2 separate regions of the Ovis aries genome follow, and region 1 is linked to region 2. The links are chromatin contacts, called in public Hi-C maps. All regions are on one chromosome and are shown on one strand. The core of a region is the stretch at or near the end of the contact, and the rest is flanking DNA. Distances in the headings are between cores, read along the strand shown. Region 1 overlaps UNC5B (unc-5 netrin receptor B). Region 2 has its middle 110 kb from the start of PCBD1.

Region 1 (5,077 bases), core at 25-2,524, 250 kb before region 2:
AGCTCTTTCTTTACCTCTTCATACAGTTAGGATATTAGCTCTTTGTCATACTGTAGCCAGCTGGTCATCTGGCTTTCAGTTTTATGATTTGTTGAGCTGGTTTTGCATGACTTAAATGGGAACAAACATCGAGCAATGTCTTCCTTGGAGAACTATCTCTGGTCTTGGCACTGGGTTTAGAAGGGGATATACTTGAGCCCAAGGTGGGCAAGCAGCAGGGAGACAGGCTGGGGCTGCGTCTCTCTACTCACAGGGTGTTTTCTGCCTTGTTGATGAGGAGGTACATCTCATAGAACTTGCCCTGGGGGATGGCTCCATTGGGCACCAGCAGGCTGACCCCTAGTGGGAGAGAGAGGTCAGTAGGGAGGGGCTAGAAGGAGTCCAGGACCTTAGCATAGGGGATGAGGGGTTGGCCTCCAGCTCGGAATAGAGAGAGAAAGACATCTTCTGAGATCCTGGTGGTTACCAGCAAGGCATGGGGAGAGTGGCTGGGTACCAGGAAAGGCCCCTGGCCTTTCACTGACCACAGTGGGGCTGTCCAGAGGGACCGCACAGGGGAGGCATTGCAGTGGGATATAGAGATAGGCCAGAGTCCTGGAGGCCGAAGGGGTGGTTCCAGCCCCAGCCTAGCTCAGGGTATGACACGGGGAAACTGTCAACTGCTGGCTGTGCAACCTGAGCTGGGCAGCCCTGTCTTTTTAACAGCACCCTGTGGTTTCTTGACTACATGGCAGTATTCTTTCCCACTTACTCGATAGTGAAATTGAGGTTTATCGAGATTGCCTCCCCTAGCGAGGCAGAGGCAGGCCTGGACCTCAGGTCTTCATTTATCATCACTTTATCCCCTTGGGCCTCACTTCTCATGTCTGTGAAATGGGACCAGGAAGTCCTATTTTTGGCTGGGTGAATGTTGGACTGTCTAGAGGGAAACATGCCAAGGCCAGGCTGACGGGCCAGCAGAGCGGGGACTCACCTGTGCCAGGGATGCTGAGCCTCCCGCCCAGGCAGCCAAAGGTGCTGCTGACACTGCTCCCCGGGTCACGGGGCAGACCCAGGAGCTGCTGGGAGCCGAGGCTGGCACTGCGCAGGTGCAGGAACTGGGTGTCCCGGGAAAAGTCACCAGGGTACGTGCCGGGTGGCAGGACTCCCAGCAGGTCGGCCCCGTCTGCCAGGCCTGGCCCAGAGCCGGTGGTGCTGGAGCTGTAGACCTTGATCTTGAGGTTGGGCAGCGGGTCCAGCAGCGGCGAGTTGGTCATGGGGATCTTGTCGGCTGAGTCCTGCAGGGCGTACTTTGGCCCGCGGTAGATGCTGGCGCTGGCAGTGAGGTCAGGAGGCACGGATGGGTGCAGGAGCTGTGGGTTGTCTGCAGGGCGGGGCCGCAGTCAGACTCAGCCTGAGGTGCCTCCCTGGCCCCATCCCACCCTCTGCTACGGTTGGGGGCCCTTCTTTCACAAAATCCCACCCAGATTCCAGCTCTGAAAGGTTCCACTGCCAGCTGAGGCAGGAAGCTTAGGGACTTGCCCCCTGAGTTATTTTTTCTCTTTCCTGCATCGCTCTTATCCATACTTGTCCAGTGATCTTTATTTAAAAAAACTCATGTACACCTGTGGTGGATTCATGTCAGTGTATGGCAAAACCAATACAGTATTGTCAAAAAATAAAATTTAAATAAAAAAATAAAATAAAAAAAAACTCTAGAGAAACCTCAGGAGGGAGTCAGGCGCCTCTGCTCTGGTCTGGCTCACCTGGCTGCCAAGCCCCCTGGGGACCCTGCCCGCACCCACCACCCCAGGTGTTCCCAGGTCCTCACTGGGCCTTGCAGTCTTGAAGTTGACTGGGTGGAAGCCGCCGGTGAGGGCGGCAGATGAGTCGGTGATGTCGGTGTCAAAGTCCCGGCAGTTGCGGCGGTACACCACCACCGCCACCACTATGAGGACAGCCACCACCACGAAGATGGACACCACGAGGCCTGCATACAGCGCCATGTCCCCCGAGGTCTCCAGGACTGTGGGGACAGGAGGGCTGAGTGAGGGGCAGGGGGCAGAGACCCAGGCCTTGGGGGAGCCAGAGATTCCCTTTGTCCCCGGGAAGAGGCAGGGCCTGGGACAGACTGGCGCTATCCTAGGTTTAAATCTGAGCCCTGCCAGACAGGCTGGTGACCTCAGGCAAGCCTTGAACCTCTCTGAGCATCAGTCTCTATAAGTGTACCAGTCTAAATGCCCCTGCCCCCATGCTCTGCTTCCTTCCCAGTGTAGTAAGGAGAGGCACAGGCACTCTTGGAGTGGATACTCCCAAGAGTGAAGTCACTGCTCTCTGCTCAGGAGGTGACAGGGCCTGTGGCTCAAAATCAGGGGGCCACAGAGTGAGAGTAAACCCAGGGCCTCAGTTGCAGCCTGCAGCAACCTCCGTAGGACCCAAGGTCCTGGTTCCCAGAAATCTCTACAAGTAGCCACTCTGAGCTCACTTCCATTCTGGGCCGAGGACGGGAGGGGGAGGGGAAGCAGGAGGAGAATGAGATGCATGGTGATGGATGGAGAGGAGGGAAGGGAAGGGAGAGCTGGAAGGGAAGGAAGGGGCTCAGGGAGGCAACCCCAGGTTATACTCCCCAACCCAGACAGGCTGCTAGGCTGGAGGACACCCCACTCTGGACGGTGGGCAGGGCAGGCTGCTGCACAGCTAGAATCAGCTCCACACAGCCAGGCAGAGAGGTGTTCTGTCCAACAGAACTTTCTAGGATGATGGCGTATCCCATGTCTACGCTGTTTCCCATGACAGCTGCCAGCCACGTGCGGTTATTAAACAACTAAAATGCGGCTGGCTTGGCTGAGGAAAAGAGTTTTTAGACATATTTATTTTCAGCTAAGATAAATAGAATTTTCAAGCCACACACGTCTAGCGGCTACTACACTGGACAGCGCAGCAGAGCCAAGACAGCTGCCCCCACCCTGCCCCATTTCCTCTGGGAGCTCTGGGAAGCCCCTGTCTACCCTCCCCCAATCCCCAGGGCCCTCAGAGAGGGAGGCCGGCTTTCCTGCCTGAACTGGGGGGAGGCCTGAGCTTCAGCAAGGTGGGGCAGGGCCCTCAGCCCTGAGGTTTGGCTGATTCCACCACCTATTGGACCTCCATCTCTCCTCATTCTTGGGCTCCCTGGGAGAGCTGCCAGAGAAGGTCCCCAGGGCTGGGCTCCCATTTTTCTGGGGGCTCTGCCTCATCACATCATCGCTATCATGGGGGTGGTCACTTGCCTGGTGATTTACAATATCTAATCAGTCACCCGTCTGCCCCCGCTGTGAGCTGCATTCAGGGCCTCACTACCGATTTTATAATTCTGGAATTATTTGGAAATTGTGGCTTAATTACTGCAGGCCAATCTGCCCAAGCTGCAGCACAGCCCCTGGGGGCTGACGCAGGGCAGCGGGTGTCCCAGGGACCTAGGAGGTGTCCGTCGGCTGCTGGAGGGAGCGGTGAGAGGCACTGGGAGGGGTAAGTGTGGGCCTGCCTGCCAGCCCCACCCCGGCAGAGGAGAACCGAGGGGTGGGGCTAGGAGCAGCTCTGGCCAAATATTTAGGTTCCAATCGTAACTGGATCCTCGGGTAAGTCCCTTCTCTCTGAGACTCAGTTTCCTCTCCTATAACGAGAGGGCAAGACAGTGCCTGGGGGCCCTCCTTTCAGCCAAGGGTCTGCCCGTCTGACGGTGATGGAGACCATGCCACATGCAGTGCTGGGCGCTGGGAGCCCCACAGAGCTTGTAGGGGGCACCCTCAACTCTCCCTGCCCCTTGCCCTGCCCTGCACTCCACCCCTTGAACAAGTCAGCCAAGGAAAACCCGGGGTCCCCCCAGAGGAAAGAGGACAGCCATGAAACGGGACTTACGGTGGCTTTTGGGGTCACTTAGAGTTTTCTTATCTGTTGAGGGAAATAAAGGGAAAGAAAGACAATGACACAGATGACAGGGAGAGGGTGGCAGAGAGGGTGATGGGGAGATGCGTGGGCGAGATGACAGCCGGGCAGGGCCCAAGGGACTGCTTCAGTGCAGGCCAGGCGGTGGGGGCTGCGTGGGGGGCTTATCTGGCTCCAGAGCCGCCACCCCGGGCCCCGCCCTCTGGAGACTCACTCTGCACGCACAGCCCATCAGTGCAGTTCTTGGAGTCGAGCAGTGTCCCGCTGCAGTCGCGGCCTCCGTTCTGGGGTGGGGGCGCCATGCACTCGCGGCTGCGCCAGTGCGCACACTCGGTGCTACAGGCTGACCACTTGCTCCACTCTGTCCACCCGCCGTCGACTGTGGGGACACAGCATGTGGTCCATGGGCACATGGGCACGCACAGGCGCCTGCACACACGGCCACATGTGCACAACAGCGGTGCACACACACACACAGCACAGAAGGCAGGGCCGGGCGCGAGTGCGGTGCCACCTGGCTTGCAGCCTTACCTGGGCACACGGTGGTGCAGGCAGTCTTCTGGAAGGCCTGGCCCTCGCAGAAGGCGCCTCCGTTGAGCGGGGCAGGGTTGGTGCAGGTCCGCGTGCGCTTCTGCCAGCCGCGGCCACAGCGGTTAGAGCAGGGCGACCAGTCTGCCCAGCTGGACCAGCCACCATTCACTGCGAGGGTAGTAGGTGTCACCCAGCTGGCCTGGCTCTTCACCCTGTGGGGCCCCCAGGCCCCATCCCACAGCCCTGAGGAGGCCCCTCTACTGAAGACTGGCCTTCTGGAGTTGGACCCTTCTGCCATCAAGGCTGGGGACTCAGACACCAGCGGGCAGACCTGGGTTGCACTCAGGACCAGAGGGGAACCAGTGACTCCCTGCCTTTCTGTACAATGGCAAGTAGAGGTCCAGAGAGGGCTGGCACCCAAGGTCTCCCTTTGAGGAATGGGGGTTGTCTGTAACTTGAACGCAGTACAGGGTTCTATCTACAACACTCATCTCAGCCATGGCTCCACCCTCCCACTCAAGGGGACAGCAAGGAATTACTGAGGGGCCCAAGCAGCAGTCCCGAACTCTGTGCTTGGGGATAGGGACCCCAAGTGGGCCCTGCCTCAGCCCTGACTCCCAGAGAACTGGGTCTTCTTCAGGGATAA
Region 2 (4,917 bases), core at 451-2,950:
GACTATGGCCCACTCCCAGGGTTCTGGAGTCAGTGAGGCCTAAGAATTTGTCTTTTCAACAGGGGATGCTGAGGGTGCTGATCAGGGACCCCACAATTTGAACCCATACTCTAGACTGAATGCCAAAGGCTTGGCGTCTCACCCTGCCTCCACTTCTGTCTAGCTTGGGATCCTTCACTTCCCCTCTCAGGGCCTCAGTTTCTCCGTCTGTGCACGTGAGTGCATGTGTGTAGGGAGACAGACTCCTTACGACCCTGGGGTCTCTGCTCTGCCTTTGGAGACAGCTCAGGACCTCCCACGTGGCCTGTGACTCAGAGCCACCCTCTGTGCACGTCTTAGCCCTCTTGGGCTGAACTGACTCAAAGCAGAGAAAGATCATGAAAGAACCTGCATCATTTCAGAAACCCCCATTTATAGTGAACCACATGTCCCAGGAGATGGCAGCACCCCCCAGTCAGTGTGGGGGTCCTTGCTTCTCCGCACATACTCACCTAGTAGTCCCTGCCTCTTCTTGCAAAGCTCCACTAACAGGGAGCTCACTCTCTCCCATGGCAGGGCACTCTATCCTAAGGTCATAAGAAACTTTTTTTGTTTGTTTCTAGTACAAGTTCAAATATGCTTCCCCATGATGGATTCTCTTGACCACCCCCTCCTGGGTCTCAGTTTCCCCAAAGGTCCCTTTCATCTTTGCTATTATAATACCTGCACTGGAAGTCTCTACCACTCATTGTTGGGCGACCTTAGGAAAGCCAGTGTAAGCTCTGAGCCAGTGTTTCCCCCTCTGTAGAATGAGCAAAAATGAGATAAAGAAGTGAGAATCTAGAGTTCAGTGTAATGTAAAATGCTCTAATTACTATCGTTGGCCATGTGGCTCTGCCTGGAGTTTGACTGGGAATTCCATTTCTGGGTGAGTTGACTTTTGCTGAGGCCTTCTTGTCTGCAAGTGAGAATGACCAGCCCCCTTCCTGATTATGGGGCATTTTAAATCATAAGCACCCTCCTCTCTGTTGGGACTTGCACCTGACTCCCTTGGAGTCTGTAGCCAGTGCTTTGGAGCAGCCCCCCATCAGGTCTTCTTCCAGGAGTGCTGGAGGCCAAGACCTGGGGTGTCCGCTGATGGGAGGTTGCACACAGTGATGTGAGTGGTGGCTCCACTTCCCTGAGCAGCAGGTTAGTACCTTGGGCCTGGCCCAGGACCTCACCAGTGTCTCAGCCCGGCAGCAGGTCCAACAGAAACTCCACCTTCCTCTAGGTACTGTCAGGATCCTACCTACAGGCAGCAGAGATACACACTGACTGAGCAGAAATAGGATCTACTGAATGGATACTGGCATCACAGAATCTCTGGGAAGGACTAGAAAACACAGACTGTAGGCCAAGCCACCATGCCACCAAACCCGTCTGGGGAGCGCATTGCCACAGAGCACAAGAGGTCACCCAGCGCTCTGCCCCCAGGCCAGAGAACTGTGTGTCCTTGCCTACTGCCCGCACCACCCTAGACACTCATGTAACTGCCCTGTGGCCCCTGCCCACCACCAGAATGGTGTTCCTGGAGTCTTGCTAATGTGTCTCTGGCCCGCCTCAAAGGCAGACCTCAGCTCATGGGTCTGTGCCTGAGCTGCAAGGGAGGATAGGAAAGTGACAAGCTGGGGTTTTTAGCTTCTGTAATAGTGGACAGGCTCTGCCTTCCACCAAGAGTGGGAAGTCTTCCAAATACAGAAAGAGGGTTCAGATCTGGGTCAGGGAAAACATGCTAGTGGCCACTCCCATTCCGTGCAACCCATCTTTGGCAAGCATTCACGGGCAGCAAGGTCACAGGCAGGAGGCAGATAAAAATAACAGCTCATCCCGAGCACGTACTGTCTGCCAGTTGTTCTTCGGAGGGCTTGTCGTGGAGCATCTCATCAAGGCCTCTCAGTATCCTAAAAGAAAAATACTTATTATTATTATAACCTTCCCCCCATGTCACCAGCAGAACAGAACCAGAGAGGTTGCCCAGCTAGTGAAAAGCAGATTCCAAGCATGAGCTCCGATGTTTGGCTCCTGGGCTTGTGGGGCAGGCGTTCAATGCTCTTCCCCTCGGTCTCACACATGGGAGACTCAGCCAGCATCCTCAGGGAACAGGAAAAGCACATCGCTGAGTACAAGGCAATGGACAGGAACCGCTGAACAGCCAGGGACTTAAGTAGGGAGAGTGTTGGGTTGCTGTGCAGATTTAATACCGTGGGGGATGTACAATGACTAGTGCAGGCCACGGCACACAGAAAGTCTTTTTACAAGCGCCAACTGCTATCATCAGCAGCAGCAGCATCTTCCTCATCACTGCCACCATCATAACCCTCACCATCACCACCACCACTGATGCCTTTGTTTATTCTGGCCCTTCCTCCTGGACAGCTCTTTGCTTCTTTCTCGTTTACAAAGGGGAGTAAGTGAGCATGAGTCCTGCTTGCCCTCCACGGCCCGGCTCAGATGCAACCTCCTCCACATAGTCTCCCTGGCGCCCACGGTCAAGGACTGCAGGAAGCCTCCAGTGCCCCTACCTGGCGTGTATGTGTGTGTCCTCTTCTCTCTTGCACCAAACTACAAAACTCTCCATTTCACCGGCCCCTGCTTCCCTCTCACACTGTCTTTACTCCCCTTCATCTACCCCCAACTCCTGTGAGCCACTTTCTGGGTAACCTGGCCTATAGCACGAATGATCAAACAGGAAACACTCAGGCTCCTGAAAAAGTGCTGGGGTTAACCTCTCCTGTCTCCCTGGCCCCCTTTCAGCTGCCTCATAACCTGCGTCCCTTCCAAAAGTCACCATCTACCGAGTTTAATGCACACAGCCATTCCTCTCTTATCCTAGACGAAGGCACAGACCAGACGCCTCACATCTGATTTCGAGTCTGGGTTCTGTCACTTTTGGGACATGTGTTTCCTGAAGAAGTCATTGTCTCTTTGGGAGCCTGAGTTGTCCCTCCACCCACAGGTTGTGAGGATGCAGGGATGGAAGAGTTCTCTGTCCTCTTCTGAGTCTCAGTGTAGGTAGGAGAGGGGTTTGGGCCTTGCTCGCATAGAAGGCTCACATAGAAGCCTCCTCCCTTCTAAATTATAGGTGTTGTGTGGTGGGAAGAGGGTCCTTTAAGGCGGCTTTGCACAGACCAGGCCTTCTTCTTGCCCACAACACTAGCAACAGTCTCTCCTCTGTTTGGCAGTGGCCGGTGGGGCTGGGGGCTGAGGCAGGCCCCATGCAAGGGGTACTTGGCCCTCTGTTACCTGAAAGGCTCAGAGCAAGGGGCTCCCAGCTCTGTTGCCTTCAGCTGAGAGCCTCAGAGCTCTTGGCCCAAGACCCAAGGGGAGGGATATTTACGGCTTAATAACTGGCCTATTGATTCTCATTCATTTGCCGCCAACGGGGCTTTACTGAGGAAGTGAAGGCGAAAGGGCTGTGTTTGTAAATAAGTCTCCAGTTGGCCCTATCACTCAGCCTGCCGGGCTTGCTTCTGGTCATAAAGGTGAGCTGGGTTAATATGGACAATGCTCTCTGCTTAGCCAAGCCCTGACATGTAGCCGCAGGGACACCAGCCCATCCAGGCCAGCCCGTGGGGCCCTCCTGAGCCCACATCCCTTCCCTGTACTCTTCACGGTTAGCAGCGTACTTCCACATCTGTCATCTTTTTTGACTATCTCTTTGAAGGAGGAAGAGAAGGCTTAGTAACCCATTTAACAGATGAGAACACTGAGACTGACAGAGATTAAAGACTTTATTTGAGGACCCTGCTAGGAAAGGGTGGGTGAAGCAAGATTGCAACTTGAGCAATGTTGTCTGACTGACTTTGTAGTTAGCTATTTCTGTGTAACAAAGTAGCCCGGTGTTTAGTAGCTTAAAATAAGAACTGTTGTTTTTCATGAGTCCCTGGGTCTCAGGAGTCTCTGAGTTTGGCTGATCTAAACTAGGCTTGACCAACGTGGCTGGGCTCAGACTGTGGTTAGTAGGAGGATGCTCTTGGATTGCTTCTGTAGGACAACCTCAGCCCGATCACCTGGGCTCCGTGTGTCTCTCACCTCCTTCCTGAAGGCTGGCCTGGGTTTGTTCTCACATGGGTGGCAGGAGTCCAAGAGAGAGGAGGCAGGGCCAAATGAACATTTTAACCAACCTGGGCTTGTATCCAGTTTGCTGCTACCCCACTGGCCAGAGCAGATCACTGCTGGAGAGCACTACTCAAAGCCGTGGACACAGCACGGTGTGACAGTCTCAGGCCATTGACACCATCCGTCTGCCACACTGGCCCAAGAACGCTGCACTCTCCACAATTTTCCAGCATTCTGCTTTTCCCAGCATTCTGAAGCCCTGAACAAGGAGGGAATCTTGTCTTTCTCCAAATCTGGATAGCAGGGTCAACTCTCTTGAGAAGCATGAGCTTGGTCTGGGTGACACCAGAGAGCGGAACTGGGACCTAAAGATTTGGACTTAAAACACGGGGTTGGGGGCGGGGGTTGCCGAGGATTGATGCTGTCCCACAATAGAAAAGGCACCTTAGAGTGGTAGTGAGCTCCCCATCACCCAGAGTATGTAAGCACAGATCAGACGCTGACTGCATGGCTGCAGGAGGGATTCTGCCTCCAATTAGACTGGATGCAGGCCAGGAAAGCACCAAGCTTCCTTCTATCTTCACAAACCCAAAAGTTTATAAAAGACTGGGCCAATTGCTGCTGACCCAGAGCTGCGGAATGCTGCTCTCCAACCTCTACTGTCTCTCCCAGTCTGGCCCCAGGCACGGGGGATCCCAAATGCAAGTCCAGGACAGAGCTTCTAACAGAGCGAAAAAATCACGAGAAACTGAGAAATCTCCTCTCCAGCTCCATGGAAAAGACGGGAGAGGGAAGCCTGGAACAGAAAGTCCCCAGCCAGCCCCAAGGAGGTGATCT

Evidence for each region. A called contact is a pair of places that touch in the nucleus more often than the background predicts.
Region 1: a contact with region 2 is called in a Hi-C map of liver, with 2.2 times the contacts expected there. The contact joins two enhancer-like sites. A contact is called at or near these places in 2 of 16 Hi-C or Micro-C datasets (liver and tail adipose tissue).

Annotation. Positions count from the first base shown.
Region 1 is chr25:26,665,143-26,670,219 of ARS-UI_Ramb_v3.0, reverse strand. It overlaps UNC5B (unc-5 netrin receptor B), which reads right to left. Exons shown (of 16, transcript XM_027962423.3): 6 at 4,432-4,599; 7 at 4,115-4,279; 8 at 1,811-2,005; 9 at 974-1,363; 10 at 252-339. Among named protein-coding and RNA genes, the nearest start is that of SLC29A3, 21 kb to the left of the region's middle. Within about 2 kb of position 1,274, at least 1 of the 54 cell types and tissues checked has an H3K27ac peak or open chromatin away from gene starts, as enhancers often do. A contact at or near this core is called in liver, where this site is marked.
Region 2 is chr25:26,412,769-26,417,685 of ARS-UI_Ramb_v3.0, reverse strand. No RefSeq gene overlaps it. Among named protein-coding and RNA genes, the nearest start is that of PCBD1, 110 kb to the right of the region's middle. Within about 2 kb of position 1,700, at least 5 of the 54 cell types and tissues checked have an H3K27ac peak or open chromatin away from gene starts, as enhancers often do. A contact at or near this core is called in liver, where this site is marked.